2 separate regions of the Capsicum annuum genome follow, and region 1 is linked to region 2. The links are chromatin contacts, called in public Hi-C maps. All regions are on one chromosome and are shown on one strand. Each heading gives the region's core, a stretch centred on a gene start, on an enhancer-like site or on the middle of the called end of the contact. The rest is flanking DNA. Distances are from core to core; before and after follow the strand shown.

Region 1 (6,384 bases), core at 3,187-5,686, 120 kb before region 2:
TTAGATTGTAAATAATAAAACAAAGAAAAATATAAATACAATTTTTTTTGTTTGAATTACATGATTATTTTTACTCATATAAATTTCGTTAGAGGTGGGGTGGGGGTTGACGGGGTGGGGGATATTAGCAATCTATTACCTTTAAATTGAGAATAATCTAATTACAAAAATATAAAATATAATTTTTTTTACAATTGCATGATTATTTTTTCCGTATAGATTTAATTAGAGATAAGAGAAATTGAGGTAGGTGGGGATGGAAACGGGAGTGAGGGGTGGAGGTGGGGGGTAAAGTATTTTTATTTTAAATCCGAGTTAGCCTTCTCAAGTGGATAAAGAGGTAGATTATCTGATCTTGAAATGAGCGAGGTAGGGACGGGAGGTGGATGGAGGGGGGAAGGGTAGTTTTTTTTTTCTGCATTTTATTGAGAAATAATATGATTGAACTTTTCTTTAAGGTAATATAATTTAATATGTTCAAGCGAGACATTTCGAGATAAAATAATTAGAAATAATATTTTAATATTATCCGCGTATTGCACGGGCATATATATATATATATGTTGTGGGGTTGGGGAGCAAGAAAATGGTCAATAAACAAATTTTACTAGTAAAATAGGAAAACTTCATAAATAACAATAGTTTGACTTCTACTTACTAAAAATAGTGATAGTTTGAATAATTATGAAATATAGTAATATCACTCTGTTACAAATTCATTTCTTGAAATTTTTTTGTATACAGAGTAAATCGTTATATCACTGATATAATGCAAATTTCATAAAATCCTCACTATATTTGATATATTTCTAAACAAACCACTATATTTGATAAATATAGTGTATACATTATTAGGTAATTATTTTTTTATTTTTTATATAGAAGAGTAAGTTGGAAAACGATCAAGGAATAGTAATTTCACAATATAAATTTATTATCTAAAATTTCTCTCTTTTTGTGGGCTTTATTTTCCATTCAATCTTTTTTTCTTCTTCTTTAAAATGCACTACTTCTCATTTCTCACTTCTCACCTTAGCCATCCCAAAAGAAAATTTTCAACATAATCTACAATTTAATGTTGATTATACTATTTCAAATTAATATAATTTTAACAAGTTTTAAATTTCAATTATTGCATTTAGTTGAAAATTATTCAATCAAAAAGATTATAAATTTTGTTTCAAGTTATTTTTTTAATAAAATGTTAAAATACTCTCAAATTATATATAAAAAGACCTCCCTCTTTAATAGACTGCTTGAAATATATGAAATAAAATTTTGAAAAACATATGGTCATTTCGTATATGTAAGAGTATACTTCTTCATCTATGATCAAACTTAAGTTTGATACTTTTTCTGATTCACTACAAATTCAATGTTACATTATACATAAATAAGATAAGCACCAGTACAAACCCCTCCACCCCTCCCCTCGAACTATGGTCAAAGTTGTTGTGATATACTCCAATTGAACAGGGATCATCCCATTATCCCCCTTCTCCCCAAACTTAATTTTAGCATATTTTGATCACCTTTTTGTGTAGACGTGACACTTTTATTACATAGAATGAGACCCACGTCAAAGGTGTTACGTCAGTAAAAAAATTGACAAAAGAAGTCATGTCAGCTAAAAAGGTTGACAAAAATACGCTAAAATTTAGTTTAGAAAGGTAATAAAATCCCTGTGAAGTTGGAGTGTGTCGTAACAAATTTGGTCATAGTTAAGGAGAGTACGAGATGCTTTACTCTGTATGAATATATAATTAAGAATTCTTTAAATAAATTATTATTTTTTCTATCTACTGTATGGAAAAGCAACTAGGAGGACGACCAAGGCTAAAAATGTACTTTCACATAGCTCAGTCTACGTGACATCTCATCCTTCTCATTCTGGAAGGATCAATTCATCAACTCATTCATTTGTAAGTTCCAAGAATGAAACATCACTCCTTCAAATCTTCATTTCTACTAAATCTTTTTTCAATTAAGGATTATTTCGAGGCTTTTCAATTTCAAATCAATATTTTATTTTAATTTTAGCCTAACTTTCACTATGATGTTCCATAAAATTCAGATCTCTTCATCTTTTATGTCGGGTGTTTCAATTTCAGGAATGATTTTTCTTTCATTTTATTGCTTAAATCTCTCCAATTCACGGCTGACGTGAAATTTTTGGGTCCTTGGGTAACTACCATTAAAAATTCTTCAAAAAAAAAAATATACAGTATGTGCACTTCCCTTGATTAGCTCGCTATTCATTTCACACTTTTCATTATATTTTTTTTATTTCGGTCACAATTTATTTTTATAATTTTGTATGATCAATTATCCGAAGCAAGATTATTTGGGAGCTCAAAATGTTGGGAAAGTTTTGTTCTTGAAAAAAATACTCAATTTTAGTTTAATCCTCTTAATTATTTTATTTGACAAGTATTGGTTCTTGCAACGGAAGAATACCCCAATAATAGAAGCTTTGTGACATAACTGAGAAAAAAATGAATTTTCTGGAGAAAATACGAACATATAGCCCAACAAATGAAAGGATTATAACAGACTGCTTGGATTAGCTTATTTTAAGTGTTTTTAAGTCAAAATAACTTTAAAAAACTTAAGAGAAAAACCTTTTAAGCACTTATTTTAAAGTCAAAATACCCCAAGAAAAAAATCAAAAAGGCATAAGTTAGTAATTTCACGTTATAAATCGTAAACTATAAGTCCATCCAAACAGATTCCGACAAAGAAGGAAAGTGCTTTAAGGTTGATTATCTAGAAGAGGAACTCAGGGAGGGTGAAAAATCTAGATAATAAATTTCATAAAGGCAAATCAAAATACCAGATTCATTGTGCAATACTTTGTACTGATTTGTTGTTCACCTTAACATCTTGCTTTATTTCTAGTTCCTTGGTGGCTAATTTCATTTAATTTTTTTTATATGTGCATGTTCGTCTCTTTTTTCAAATTGTACTTATATTTTTTTATGTGACATTCTCTATAATAACTATCTGATTTTATGATGTCGCGTTTGAATAACTAGAAAATTAGTTAATTCTTCTAACTTGCACTTTCTGTATCTTCTTGTACTTGATTTTTCTAAAATTAAATACATATTATCATAGAGAATAATGATCTATTGAGTTCTCTTCCTTTTAATGTAGTTGCATTACTTTGACTAATTTATGAGTTATAGGAAAAAAATGTTGATTGAGTTTTTTTCTTTTTTTTTTTCAATGATTACTAATTGAGAATTTAAGTTGTGTGGACTCTTCAATTTTGATGCTCCATCCGTGTCGCAGATTGACAATTTCCTACTACAACTCATATATTTAAATAGGTGAATTTTTTATTTTAATCTTCTCATATCGTATGTATATTTGATATATGTAGATTTTGAATCTCATGAACACAAGATTAGATGTTGGCTTAGTGATTCAGGGAGTTCAAATTCACCCGGAGCTTCCAAGTTCAAAATCTATGCGCTGTATTTTTACTTCAGGACCCCCCTTAATGAAAATCATGAATCCTTCACTGAATGAGACGAATATCAAAGGAGTATATAAGTGTTTCAGATTATGCACTCATTTCAAGTGAAGCTTCATATATAATACTGAAATTCTGAGCTTTTTATAAGTGGAATTACACAATCAGATGAGTGCAATTTGGTCATAGTTATGACTTGAACTGATATTGATTATTAATCCCAGTAAAGTAAAGCTCCAGTAAGTTGTTCTGTTTGTACCTTTTCATTAACTTAAGCTAATATGTGTCACATTGTGGAAAGTTAACTGACTCTCTGTTCTATCCCCATTTATTGTAAATAAATATTCCTGTTGAAGCTTCTTCCATTTTGATTTCATTATTGTTTCATGGTATGTACAACATGGGAAGTCTCCTTTTCATAGAGACTGCTTTACAGTTGTTGAAGCAAATATTCAGTAAGAAAGTCGCTTCTCCTTCATCAGTGAATTCACTTATGCTAAAGGATATAATGATATTGAATGGAAGGCCAAATTTAAACTATGCAGGTATACAAAAAAGACAATCAGCTAGGTCCAACATTGCAATACACCAATGACCTTAATTTTTTATTTAATTGCTCTACTTTCGTCAAAAGATTTATTTTGTATAAATCTAGATAGAAAGAAAATGTACAAATTATGAATTAAATATATTTTTAGAGGGCTCTTACAAGTGAAACCACATCGCATGCACTTCAGCTGTAGTAGTTATGTTCATTCTTATTTCTTTTTATTTCAATAAATTCATAAAGTGCTATACCTTATACTCTAAATTTGGTGTAGGGTGTTCGATAGATTTTTTTCATAAAATATTATCAGCAAAACTTTGTTAAATTAATTTATCGTATTGGACCCGTGCTAAGCACAAACAATAACCATTCAGTTATCCTATAAAGTACCTCATTGTTTTGGGCCAGTTGTCTCTAGGCTCAAATGTGGATAAGAGAAGAGCACAACCCAACTCCTACTATGAAATGCAAATGTTGTTAATTATAGTCAGTCTAATTAAGATTTTAAAATTAATTTATTTTAAAAAGTATTTTATTGAAGTGCTTTTTGAAAAGTTCTTTAATTAAACTGTTTTATATTTGACCAATCAATTTAAAATGCATTTTTGAACAACAATTAATAATTATTCAAACTTTTTTAAAAGTGTTTCTAAGTATCTATTTTTGAAAAAGATACTTTCAAAAAAAAAATTTGAAAAAAAGACGCCTTATGGCCACTCGACCATAATATTGCCGCCCGAAATGGCCATGTGAAGCTTCACCCATTTTATAAATTCCATCTGCTGACCATGTTTAATTGGGATATTTCGGTCCTTAAATAGTTTAATTTTTTTTTTAAATTTCTGTCCTATTTTTAAAGAAGAAAATTATACAACACCACAACTTTTTTTACTAAACTATATAAAATATTTTTTTTTAATTAATTTCTTGAATCCCTAATTTACATTTTCTCTATAAATAATCAAATACAACAAAAAAATCAAAAAACAACTCCTTATTTTAAGGCTAAAGATCTACTTTCTACAAAATCGTGCTCTCCCCACCCCCACACATGCCATATTCAGTTTCTCCATTAAAGGAGAACTTCAGTAACACAACAACACTAATATCAACAGAACAATGTCGACAACATATCAGTAGAAGCCTCGATGAAGAAATCCCTATGAACGAATCTTCAATCTCTTCATTAAAGAAGAAATTGTAATTTTTTCTATCGTTCGATTAAATTTTTGTCAGAAAAATTCACTCCAAACGATTCTTCAATATCTCCGTTAAACGGAGAAATTTGTATTTTTTTTTGTCGTTCAATTGAATTTCCGACAAAATAATTCACTCTAAATGAATCTTCAATTTCTTTGTTAAATGGAGAAATTGGTATTTTTCCTGTCGTCCGATTGAATTTATGTTAGATTAACTTCAAAAGTTTAAAATTTTATCTAATTCGTTTTAGCTCGTGCTGTGGATTTTACGAGGTGTCAGTCATTAATGACGGAATGGAGTAGAACATGAATATACACCTAAAAAATACTACAAATACCATGTATCGTACTGAATTTTTGTGAGATACATAAAGAAAAACGCGAGATACGTAAAATTTGGTTTGGAGATACATAATTTTATGCCAAATCCATATATGATATACAAATTTAATTGTGTATCTCTCTTAAATTATTTATAGTCTAATATATCTTGACCTAATAGCTTTCAAAAGAGATGTATCTCACTCAATTTCATTCTATTGATACATCCAGTGATTAATAACCAAACTAATTACTAACTACTATATTTTTACTGTATCTCAATGCAGGGATGTATCTCACTCTATTTTATTTTATTGATAAGAAAATCAAGCTACAACAAAATAGAGAAGAAAGAAAAGCATGTTGCTGCTTCAAGAATTGTGATTTTTTTTAAATTTAAATTTTTTAACTAATTATGCAATTTTGTGGATCACCGGTAAATAAATAAATCAAAGTTGCGTGATTTGCTCCTTAATTGAACTGATTTTCATTACCTTTCCTTTTTAAATGCTCATATTTCTCGTCAATTGTATCAAAAATGAATGTGTCGGGTGGATAATTATGTACCCAGAAATGACAAAATATGAAATTAATTATAATTTTGGCAAGAGTAGAGATAGAGAGTAATTAGGTGTTAAAGGGTTGGAATTTATTTAAGTTTTATATTCTAAATAGTTTATTTTTGTTTTTAATTTCGCTACAATTTATTTTTGTGATAAAAAAATATATATTTTAAAATATAATTAATTACAACTGCATAAAAACTGTATAATTATTGTATATAATATGTATTTGTATAAGATATATGTATAGAAACTATATAAAATATATATAGAAAC
Region 2 (6,440 bases), core at 1,566-4,065:
TTTATCCATATAAAATCTCTTTAAAATATTTTCAGTATATGTGGATTGATGGACAAATATTCCATTTGTAAAATGTTTAATAAGTAGACCAAGGCAAAATTTTGTCTTTTCGAGGTCTTTCATTTCAAATTCTTTTTTCAAGCATTCTATTGTCTTTGGAAGCTCTTCAGGAGTTTCAATGATATTCAAATCATTAACATATACAACTATTATGACAAATTCAGATCCAGACCTTTTAATAAAGACTCAAGGACAGATTGGGTCGTTTTTATACCCTTCTTTAAATAGGTATTCGCTAGGTCGATTATACCACATGCATCCTGATTGTTTTAATCCGTATAAGGATTTCTGAATCTTGATTGAACAATTTTCTCGAGAAGTTTTATACGTATCAAATATTTTGAATCCTTTAGAAATTTTCTTATAAATATCACTGTCTAATGAGCCATATAAGTAGGATGTGACAACCTCCAAAAAATGCATATCAAGTTTTTCATGAATTGCCAAATTAATAAGATACCTGAAGGTGATTGTATCCACCACCGGAGAATATGTCTCCATATAATCAATGCCAGGTCTTTGCAAAAATCCTTGTGCCACAAGTCGTGCTTTATATCTTACGACTTCATTTTTCTCATTCTATTTTTGCACAAAAATTCATTTGTACCTCACTGGCTTTATACCTTCAGGTGTTTGGACTATTGGTCCAAAAACTTCGCATTTTTCAAGCGAAGCCAATTCAATTTTGATTGCATCTTTCTATTTTGATCAATTATTTCTCTGTCTACATTCTTCGACAGATTTTGATTCAAGATCCTCATCTTGTTGCATTGTTTCATTAGCAATATTATAAGCAAAAATATTATCGACAATTATATTTCGATTCCATATTTTTCTCGATGAGACATAACTGACTGAAATCTCTTTATTTTTATTATTTTCAGGTACCTGAACCTTTTATGAGGTTTCATTAATTGTTATGTCTTGCTGCTCTTCATGAGTAGCTTCCGTCATATTAAGATTATTTTGATCATTTGCTCCTCTTTTTTTTCGAGGATTTTTATCTTTAGAACCGATTGGTCTACCACGTTTTAAGTATGGTTTAGACTCATTTGCATTACACAATTGTCCTGTCGGGACATCAACTCGAATAGGAGCATTAGCAGCTGGAATGTGAGATTTTGTAATTTTTGATAGGTCAGTGAATGCATCTGACAGTTGATTTGCAATGTTTTGCAAATGAATTATCCTTTGAACTTCTAGTTCACATTTATTTGTACGGGGATCTAAGTGAGATAATGATAATGCATTCTAGTCTATCTTTTTTTCCAACTGCTTATTTTCTCCCCCTAATATTGGATATCTCTTTTTCCAACTGCTTATTTTCTCCCCCTAATATTGGATATATTGAGGACTTATTTTTGTGTGTTATGGTGGAGCAATTGAAACATATACCGCACATCTAAAAACTCTTAGACGGAAAATATTTGGCTCTTGACCAAAAATTAATTGTAATGGGGATACTTTATGATAACTTGTGGGCCTTATCCGCACAAGAGCTGCTGCATGCAAAATAGCATGACCCCATATCGAAATGGGAAGTTTTGTTCTCATAAGCATTGGTCTAGCAATTAATTAGAGGCGTTTAATCAATGATTCTGCTAGATTATTTTGAGTATGAACATGGACAACTAGATGTTCAACTGTTATTTCAGTTGATATACAATAATCATCAATAGCCTGGGATGTAAATTCACCCGCATTATCAAGCTGAATTGTCTTTATTGTATAATCTGAAAATTGTGCTCTTAACTTTATTATTTGAGCAAGTAATCTCACAAGTGTCAAATTACGAGTTGATAATAAACACACATGTGACTATCTTGTAGATGAACTTATTAAAACCATATAATACTTAAATGGTCCACATGGAGGGTGAATGAGCCCACATATATCACCCTATATACGTTCCAGAAATACAGGGGATTCAATTACAACTTTCAATGAGTGTTCATATGAATTCTCAATTATTTTGCGTATCATATTAGAACAGGGATGACCCAACTGATCATGCCAAATAATAAAACTGTTTCAATCAGTAAACTTTTGATTTACTATGGTATATGTTTCAACAATGCTAATATTTGTGTAGTATAAGCTGGAAGAAGAGCGGGTAATTTTTCAAGTATGTATTTATTACCCGACATTATTGTAGTAATATAAAGATATTCAATTTTTCCATCATTTGTAGTCTCAATATGATAGCCATTTTGGCGAATGTCTTTGAAACTTAATAAGTTTCTTTGAGAGTTACTACAATATAATGCTTTACCAATCATCAAATTTGTTCCTTCGGAAAGTAATAAGTTAGTTTTTTCGGAACCTTCAATTAATCTTGTACTACCACATATAGTATTAACATTGAATTCTTTCATTACCAAATAAGAGAAATATTTCTTATCTTTTAGAATAGTATGTGTGGTAGCACTATCTATAAGACATATATCATCGTAACTTATTTTGAATCAAATTGATGATTGGGGAATTTCCATATTCTTATGAGGGATCTCATGCTAATAACGTGTTGTAAATAAATATTCTGAAATATACTAAAATGAAAGAGGCGAGAAGAGAGATCTATATAAGAAAAAACTTTTTTCTTCTTCTTTTTGATTTGTACAAATCATGTAATAAGCAAAGCCTTTTATAGACACTAATATATGAAATAAGTATACTATATGAGAGTACATTCATAAACTAATACATCCAACAATAGTATATGTAGTATGTGTAGTGAACATCCAGAAATAATTTACAATAGAAATTTCTTTCTTATCCACACATAACCTCCTATTTTAGCTAAATCCAAATACCCCCAAAATCCTCTACTTAAATAAAACATTAGAGATTTCTTTTTTTCTTTTTTATCCATAAATAACCTCCTAATTTTCTCCATTGCAACTATTTTTATTTCTTCTTGTTTTCATGCGAAACTTCTGGAACATACATTCAGAGCACAAAACCCCAAACCGATTTTCTTCTTCTCAGTTATTCACATCGAAGAAGAACGAAAATTAAACCGTAGAGCCACTGAAGAGGAATTTTATGTATGGAGAAACAGCCGTCAAGTTCTCGAGAGTTACAATGTGTAGGAAGGCTTGAAATTGCTCGCCCTAAACCCGTCGGTTTTCTCTGTGGTACAATTCCTGTTCCCACCGATAAAGCATTTCATGATTTCAATGCTTCTGAACTTGTACCCTCCGCTGAAAGGTACGTACATTATCTTCAAATTGTAGTATTTATTTGGGTGAAATTTGACAACAATTATTCACTTATATTAGCGGTAGTTTAAGAGAGAATTAAATAATTGTTGAATGGTTCAGTTCTCCACCTTAACGAAAGAAAATAGGATCGATCAAATTCTAGTGAATGACTTTGTTTATCCAATGATTGAACAATCCGGAGTAATTCAGTTGCCATACGTAGTTGACATTCATAAAACTCATCTATGTTTGGTAGGCTTGGTGATTTCTTCCCACCTGTTTAGCCTTGGTGGATAGAGTTACATGAGGAGTTACCTGATACCTGATATCCCGTGGAATTAGTTGAGGTGCGCAAAAGTTGGCTTGAATACCACGGTTATTAAAAAATGACGAAAAAATTTGTCATTTTAGTTCGTGTTCTCCCTTTCCATTTTGTACTATGGTGTATGACAACGACAATTATTCATTTATATTACCGTTAGTTTAAGAGAGACTTAAGTACTAGTTGAATGGTTCAGTTCTCCACCTTAACGACAAAAAAGGGGATTGATAAAATTCTATTGAATCTGATTCGCGGTGGACCATTTATCGGAGAATGGCTCCGGTTATCAAATGATTAATCAACCGGGAGCAATTTACTTAAGATACATAGTTGACATTCATAAAAAGCATCTAATGTTTTATAGGCGCTTAAGGGTATGGACTACCTAGTGATCGATGAAGTAGTTGAGAACTGTGAGGTCTCAGGTTTAAATCCTCATAGAGACAAAAATACTAGGCGACTCTCCAAGCCTTGGTGGACAGGGTTCCTGTGTTGGTGGGAGATAGGCATCAATTAGTCTAGGTGTGTTCAAACTTAGTTCGATGTCGAAAATTTGATAGTTTAGTAAGTTTGAGTAGTGATCAATGAAGTAGATTGAGAACTATGGGTCTCAGGTTCAAATCTTAATGGAGGCAAAAACACTAGGTCCGTGCCTTGCTGGACAGGGTTTCTTGGTTAGTGTTGGTGGGAGATAGCGATGCAATTAGTCTAGGTGTGTGTACACTTAGTTTGATAGAGAAAATAGTTGTTTTTGAGTGAGTGTGAATTGTTAAAATTTGTGAAGAGTTTTTTAGCAAAGAAATGGTAAAAAATTTGGAAACATTCTAAAATAGCCCCCCCAAAAAAAAAGAAGGCTAAGTGGACCAGAGAGTGTATAGCACTTCTTACTCTCTTAAAATTAAGAGTTCCCAACTCAAATAGTTTACTATGTTTGGGATTGATTTATTTTGTTACCTTTTATTAACTCTGAACTAATATTGTCACACACCACACTCACACACAACAGTCTTATATGTTTACAAAATGGAGGCACTTGTGGTATGGTCTGAATGAATCCTGAGTTGGTCCGTATCTTTTTCCCTCTAATGTAAAAGTAAATATATATGTAGTTATTTGATTTACATGACGGAGAAACTTGATCCAACATATTCAAACTCTGAAGAGTTTCATTAATAGGTTGTATAATGTTAAAACAAATGACCTCTTTGCATATACTCTTTATATATGAAAAATAACAAGAAAACAGATACCATAATGAACTTTTTAAAAGGAAAACTTGTGACTGACTGGTGACCCATCGCGAGGCAAAACGACCTCTCATTTGGCTAGCACCTTAAAGACCACTTTGCATATGGTCCCTATATATAAAAAAAGACGAGAAAACAGATACCATAATGAATGTTTTAAAAGGGAAACTTGTGATTGTCTGGTGACCCATCGCTAGGCAAAATGACCTCTCATTTGGCTAGCACCTCAAATAGGTGTATATTTGCTCAATGCCTTAGACATCTTGGACTATCTTACTGTATGTGCCCGAATAATACTGATAATACTCCTTGTACGATTTATGGTATTGTATTGTTTGATGTATGTGACCGAGTCCTTTTTAATGCTTTTAAATATAGATAATAACTTATTTAATATGATTTTGTTGTATTACTAGGATTCAGTGACATAGAATATTATTTGCTCCGGTAGTTTTTCAATATTTATACATCTTTTCTTTTGATATTTATAAAATTTCATCAAGTATGCACAGGGCCTTAAAGCTAACATATCTTGTACTTTGATAGGTAAAATGTCACACCTTGCTCCTTTGCCTTCTAAAACGCCGATCATGTTATAGAACATGAAATAGATTAAGAACAAAGAATACTTTATTCACTTGCAGTGTCAAATAAGGCTAGGAAAAAATTGAATGAATTATACTATGATAAGGAGTTGTTCCACCATTACTTTTAATAAATATAGCTTTAAATCCAAGAACCCCACCTTTCACTTCCTTTCATTTCCAATTTCTCGTTGCACATGACCAAATATGTTCGCATTTAAAATCTGAGAAAACTATGTGGCCCGTTTGGCGATGAATATTTTGTAGTTTTTTCTTGAGTTGAATTCCGGAAATCATGTTTGGCCATAAAATTCTGGAATTTTAAAAGATCAAAAAGTTGTCTCACCTTTTACTCCAAATCACTCACAGAAATTCAATAAACAACTCCAATTTGTATTCATGGCCGACCACAACTTCAATTTTCAAATACCTTTTTTCACTTTAAAAACAGAACTTTTTTTTTTTTTTTTCCAAATTTCACAATTTCATTGCCAAATGGGCCCTATATTTGCTAAATAATGAAAAGAATGGAAATGAGCTAACTTAATCTAAGATTAGGTTTCCTTTAGGCTAAATTTGCTCCCGTTTTATAATTTCTTCTGATGATGGATTTAGGCCAACCTTTAGGACCAACCACAAATTGCAAAATTTGGGGATAGTGGGCCCGTCCTCTACCCTTTCCTCCACTTAACTACCAGACGTAGTTTGCATGGCGCAAGACTCGAATGCCCCTGTTTTACAAATTTAAAAGATTATATTTGTTTTGTCTTATTTACTATAAGCAATATGGCAGTGGACCAATAGCTAACTTAAGGACCATATGTGGTCAACTCTATTGACTTGAATCCATTAGATGTCCGTTAAAACTTGACCAAGGCCTGAAGGATTATATGTTTGTTTGTATATGTTGGAGGGGAATAGAGTAACCCTCTAACCTAAGGGATGTTTTACGTAAGAACTCTTTAAAAATGCGATGTCAGCTTATTGTTATATTTTTCTAAAAAATCTTAAGCCTACTTGAAGT

What was found. Hi-C and Micro-C count contacts between places; a contact is called where the count stands out from the background.
Region 1: a contact with region 2 is called in a Hi-C map of placenta, with 2.5 times the contacts expected there. The contact joins the enhancer-like site here to the promoter of LOC107872784 in region 2. A contact is called at or near these places in 3 of 5 Hi-C or Micro-C datasets (bud, leaf and placenta).

The regions. Positions count from the first base shown.
Region 1 is chr6:192,247,868-192,254,251 of UCD10Xv1.1, reverse strand. No RefSeq gene overlaps it. Among protein-coding and RNA genes, the nearest start is that of LOC107872783, 13 kb to the left of the region's middle. Within about 2 kb of position 4,436, at least 1 of the 5 cell types and tissues checked has an H3K27ac peak or open chromatin away from gene starts, as enhancers often do.
Region 2 is chr6:192,122,940-192,129,379 of UCD10Xv1.1, reverse strand. It overlaps LOC107872784, which reads left to right and starts at 2,815. Exons shown (of 10, transcript XM_016719386.2): 1 at 2,815-3,270. The coding sequence starts at 3,110.